Regions from separate parts of the Oryctolagus cuniculus genome. Here region 1 is linked to region 2. A link is a contact called in public Hi-C data. All regions are on one chromosome and are shown on one strand. The core of a region is the stretch at or near the end of the contact, and the rest is flanking DNA. Distances in the headings are between cores, read along the strand shown. Region 1 holds the start of TUBGCP5 (tubulin gamma complex component 5). Region 2 holds the start of HERC2 (HECT and RLD domain containing E3 ubiquitin protein ligase 2).

Region 1 (2,700 bases), core at 125-2,624, 270 kb before region 2:
TTTCCTGGCATTTCTTTCTCCTTGCAGAGTCGCTCTGACTCTGTGCCTGAGCTAGAACACAGCAGGACACGCAGCTAAAGAGCTGGATCATACAGGGCCTGTTCTGCAGGTCGAAGGAAACTGCCCGGATTGATTAACGACAGCTACCATCTTTTACAATATTAATTCTTCCTGCCCGTGGAAATGACCTCTCCATAATAGAGACGGATGAAGCAGGTCAGATAAGCCAAGGTTAGAAAAACCCCTGAGTCCTATTGCTCTGAAGTTTGGAGTTTATCCTGTAGGCCAGCAGTTCCTACCGAGGGGTGATTTTGCCCCCAGAATGCATTTGCAACGTTTGGAGACCTTTTGGTTGTCACAGCAGGGGTGAGGAGAGTTACTGTTGGAATCTAGTGAGGAGAAGCCAAGGAAACTGCTTCAAGTTCAGTGTGCAAGACAACTCTCCACAAGAAAGAATTGTCCTCTAAAGCTGAGGTCTAGAAATCCTGCTGCAGACCGTGGGGAGTGGGGTTATCAGATCTGTGATGGGATCAGAGTCAGAGATGGGTGAGGGGACCTTCCAGGAGTCTGGGGTCTAGCCTGAGGCAACGGGGAAGAAAAGCAGACTTCAGAGAGAATTCAGAAATCAACTAATTGTTCTGCATTACTGAGAAGAAAGAGACCGGCATAGGCAGGGAGCCTCTGGCTAGGTGCAGTGGGGAACGCTGGTACTGGTTCATATCTCAAATGAGAACACAGGCTGATCAGGAAGGGAGAGAGTGCATTTAGCTGAGTGGTGTTTGAGCCTTCCAGGGAAGCATTGTTTCCTTCTTTAATGAGTCTCAGGATGGTCCAGGTATCCTTATTCTAAGTGCTAGTGATTAGTTGTGAGCAGAACTCGCATGCAGTTGACATTTAGCGGGTAAAACACAATGAGGAAATGAATATATACACCCATTTATACACACATTTTTATTTGGGAGATAATCAGCAACTAAACAATGTGTTTGGGGTGCCAAGAATATGTGGGCTGTGCATCCAGATTTGAGAGTTACAAGCATGATGCTTGAAGCTGGAGCAGGAAAGACTGCCAGGCCAAGGATTTGAGAAGCTAAAGCTTGAAGAATAACCAGCCAACCACACCGTGGTACGTGGGAATGCTGGGGCAATCAACGTACTGGAGAACTCACTGGCGGCGCTGTCATCCTAAAGCCATCCTAACTTAAACCACCCACCAGCGCTGGCCGGACGCTTATTAATCTGATTAATGATAATAACAGTTCGCTCTGAAGACACCGCGCGCAACTACAAAACACATTCAGATTGCCGCCAAAGCCACCCAGACCAGTAGGAACTCTCGCGAGAACAGAAGGCGCTGCGCCGCGGGAGCCAGAACTCTCGCGAGAACGGCTGCATGATCACGGAGAGGCGGCGCGGCGGAGCGCGGAGCTATGGCCCGGCCGGGGCCGTCCTGGAGCCGGCAGGAGCGGCAGCAGGAGCGCGACGTGCGCGAACTCGTGCGACATGTCACCGGCCTGCAGGACGAGGCGGACCCCAACTTCCAGCTCGCGCTGAACTTCGCCTGGTCCAACTTCAGGTCCGTGGGGAGCCGGGGAGGCTGGGGCGGGCGCGCAGGCCGCGGTGCCCGGTGAGCCGCTGCGCGGTGCCCCGGTGAGCCTCTGCCTGGTGCCCCCGGTGAGCCGCTCGGTGCCCCGGTGAGCCGCTGCCTGGTGCCCCCGGTGAGCCTCTGCCTGGTGCCCCGGTGAGCCGCTCGGTGCCCCGGTGAGCCGCTGCCTGGTGCCCACGGTGAGCTGCGCGGTGCCGCGGTGAGCCGCTGCCTGGTGCCCCGGTGAGCTCCCTGGTGCCCCGGTGAACCGCGTGGTGCCCCCGGTGAGCCGCGCGGTGCCCCGGTGAGCCGCTCCCTGGTGCCCCGGTGAGCCGCGCGGTGCCCCGGTGAGCTGGTGCCCCCGGTGAGCCGCTCGGTGCCGCCGGTGAGCCGCTGCCTGGTGCCCCGGTGAGCCGCTCGGTGCCCCCGGTGAGCCGCTGCCTGGTGCCCCGGTGAGCCGCGCGGTGCCCCGGTGAGCCGCTGCCTGGTGCCCCGGTGAGCTGCGCGGTGCCCCGGTGAGCCGCGCGGTGCCCCCAGTGAGCCGCTCGTGCCCCGGTGAGCTGCGCGGTGCCCCGGTGAGCCGCGCGGTGCCCCCGGGGGCTGTGCACCGTGGGGCGCCGGCCTCCCACCTAGCCTTGTGTCTGCCGTGTGCCCTGCTGAACTCGCTGCCCATCGGGAGTCGTGTGCGGCGCACACCGACACCCTCTGGAACTGTGTTCCGGGCCCCCTTCCATTCTTACTTCGACGCACTGGGGAGTGTAGGAAAGTGACTGCGGTCGCCCCGACCGCCGCACCCCAGCGCCTGGAAGGGCTGCTGGCACAGAGTACGCTAAGGCTCCTCGCCCGGTTCTCATTCACTTTCTCGGGTGATTAATTTTGGAAGAGCTGGGCCAGGTATTTGGCTGGAATCAGATGATCGATTTTTTGTTTCTGGAAAATGTAAATTAGACAGTACTATTATGATTATTACCCATAATGGAATTATCACTGAAAGAGTGTCGTTCATTGTTAATATTCTAAGTTCCATACAAATCAAATAATGAAGTTTTTCAGGATCTTTTAATCTTGATTGCTTAGTGATCATGGATATAATCTGCCTACTTGGTTTATAAGAA
Region 2 (2,767 bases), core at 199-2,698:
CGCTGTTTACTGAGGAGTGAATCTTTTTATGGAAGATCTCTCTCTCTAACTCTGACTTTCAAATAAAATACATAAATCTTAAAAAAAAGAGAGAACTAAACAATTCCTAGAATGTAGACCTACTTTTCAGGCCTTTGAAACAGCTCATGTGTCAAAGATGAGAACATACACCCTAGGCACCAAGACCTTGTGCTGTATGTAGGCTTGTTGTATTCAAAGTAAATTCAGGAGGGATATTGGCCTGAAATTTTCTTGTAATGCCTTTTTCTAGCTTTGTTATCAGGGTCATGTTAAACTTATAGAATGGAAATGTTCGCTCCACTTTAATTGTTTGGGAGAGTTTTGGTACAATTGGTGCTGTTTCTTTGTTAAATAATTAGTAGAACCAGAATCTGCCATTGAATAGTTTGGGCCTTAAGATTTTTTGTGGGAAGGTTTTAAACAGCAAATTCATTCTTTAATAGTCATGGGGTCTGTTCAGCATTATCTATTTCTTATTGAGTTTTAGTAGTATGTAGCTCCCAAGGAATTAGTTCAGTTCGTATAAATTGTGAAATTTATGTGTATACCATTGTTTCTACCAGTCCTTTAATTTTAAAGTTTGTGTGATCTTTAGTTATATCTTCTTGCATTTCTAATACTAGTAAGTTATTCCTTCTCTTTTTTGTTAGTCTTGCTAGAGATGAACATTTTTGATCTTTTAAAGAACCAGCTTTAGTTTCATTGGTGTTTTTCATCTCATTTGCACTCCATTATTTCTTTCTTTTGCTTACTTTGGGTGTATTTTCATTCCCCCCCTTCCCAGTTTCTTAAAATGGAAGCTTAGACTTGGTTTTCTTTTTCTTCTTTTCTAATATAACCAGCTAATACAAAATATCTTGCTCTAATCTTCACTTCAGTTGCATCTCACAAACTAAATTTATATACAATTAAAAATACATTCTAATTCCTTTGAGAGTCCTTTGGCCTATGGATTATTTTTATTTGATTCCTGGGTTATTAAGAAGTATGTTAATCTCCAAATGTTCAGAGATTGTCCTATTATTCGTTGATTTGCAGTTTAATTCCATTATGATCAGGAAACACACTCTGTATGGTTCCCATTGTTTTACGTTTCCATTTTATTTTTGGACCACCGTTGTTTCAGGGGTACCCTGAGGTCTGATTTTCTTCCATTCCTGTTTCCATTTACTTTTCGGAGTCCTCAAGATTTTTGTTGCATTCTGTGGCACAGACAGCTCCAAGCTCTTGCAGGCCCCGCTGGCCTCTCGAGTTGTGTCCTCATCCTGTGTTGCTGACCCAGTCGCCTGACCCACACAGCCCTTGAGCCCTCCACGGTACGTGACCATCAAAGGCTGGACTCAAGAACCCTGCGAAATCTCGGCCATGAGCGCGTGCGCGGGCCGGTGCGTACGGCGGAAGTCCCGCCCCCCCGGCGCCTGCGGTTGGCCCTGGCTGTAGCGGCGGAGATCCAAAGAGGAAGATATGAGAGATCGAAGAAAGCAGGGGAGTAGGGAGGAGCGGCGAAGGGGTTCCTCTTCCCCATTGGCTGTGCCCGCGCAGTAGCCTCTCTGCGATTGGCTGGGCGCCAGGGGCGGTAGCCCCCACGTCGGTCCGCCCCTCCGGCCGCGAGAGGCGCTGGGATCGCGAGCGCCGGCCGGAGCTAGCGGCGGCTGGAGGCTGTGTCCGCGCACCGGTGGGGCGAGGCGCCGGGCCGCTGTGCGTCAGGTCCTGGTGCCTGGGGCGCGGGGGAGGTTGGGGCGGTGCGGCCCTGGGGCCGGCGGACGGGGCGCTGGGTCGGAGGGCGTTGGCGCGGAGGCCGGACCTGGGCCTGCGGGGACCGCCCGCGGCGCGTTTCTCCTCCTGTCTTTCCCTTTCTGAGTGATTATGGTTGTGGATTTCTCTGCAGACGTGACTTTTGATTAACGTGTTTCGTGCACCACGCACGGGTCTGGGGTCAAGCGGCAGATGCACGCTGGTGTCATTTCTCGTTGAAGTCATGGGCTTCTTGTCGCCGGTTTGTGTGTCTGCCTTCGGAATTGAAGGGAAGGGGCATGACATTGAGATCTGGTCTCCTGTGATCCTCCGTTCTCAAGGTCTTGCCTGCGTAGGACCGAAACGGGGCGAGCCCTGCCCGAGGTGGAAGTGGGCTTCGCCTGCTTCCCTTGCCATCTTTCCCTCTCCCCGCCCCTAGTCCCCCTCCCCCACCTCTTCTCGCTCCGCTTTTTCTCTCTTCGCCGCAGCAGACCTTGCGGGAGGGTCCTTGTAGACGCTGAAAAAGGTTTTAGGGCTTCAGCATTTCTGTTCTGACTTGCAGGCCTGCCAGCTGGGAGCACGCTGCAGGAAAGATGCCCTCCGAGTCTTTCTGTTTGGCTGCCCAGGCTCGCCTCGACTCCAAATGGTTGAAAACAGACATACAGGTGGGGTTTCACTTGCCTTTCTCTGGGTTATGCTCGTGCCTCCATATTTACATTGCCGGTTAAGGCTGTGTTTAAAGGATATGTAAAGGGTTGTCAGTTGGATTTTTCCAGATTACAGAAACAGGCTTATGTCCTATAATTAAAATGTAACAGTTTTTATGGCTGTTCTTGTAGATCGCAGGTGGCTGCATTGTAAGCAGTTATTTATAAGTGCAAGAAACTTGAGATCTAGTTATGCAGCATTTTCCCCTTTTTATTTTTATTGTTCTAAGAAGCCTGTGTCATGCTGAACAATAACTTGGAAGCTGTTGTTTGTTTGTTATGGACAGTTTTTGGGTTGCTCAGTT

Evidence for each region. A called contact is a pair of places that touch in the nucleus more often than the background predicts.
Region 1: a contact with region 2 is called in a Hi-C map of psoas muscle, with 4 times the contacts expected there. The contact joins the promoter of TUBGCP5 here to the promoter of HERC2 in region 2. A contact is called at or near these places in 2 of 6 Hi-C or Micro-C datasets (psoas muscle and an unstated tissue).

What each region holds. Positions count from the first base shown.
Region 1 is chr12:17,676,532-17,679,231 of mOryCun1.1, reverse strand. TUBGCP5 (tubulin gamma complex component 5) reads left to right here and starts at 1,374. Exons shown (of 24, transcript XR_011380680.1): 1 at 1,374-1,576.
Region 2 is chr12:17,405,451-17,408,217 of mOryCun1.1, reverse strand. HERC2 (HECT and RLD domain containing E3 ubiquitin protein ligase 2) reads left to right here and starts at 1,448. Exons shown (of 93, transcript XM_051822208.2): 1 at 1,448-1,719; 2 at 2,318-2,420. The coding sequence starts at 2,349.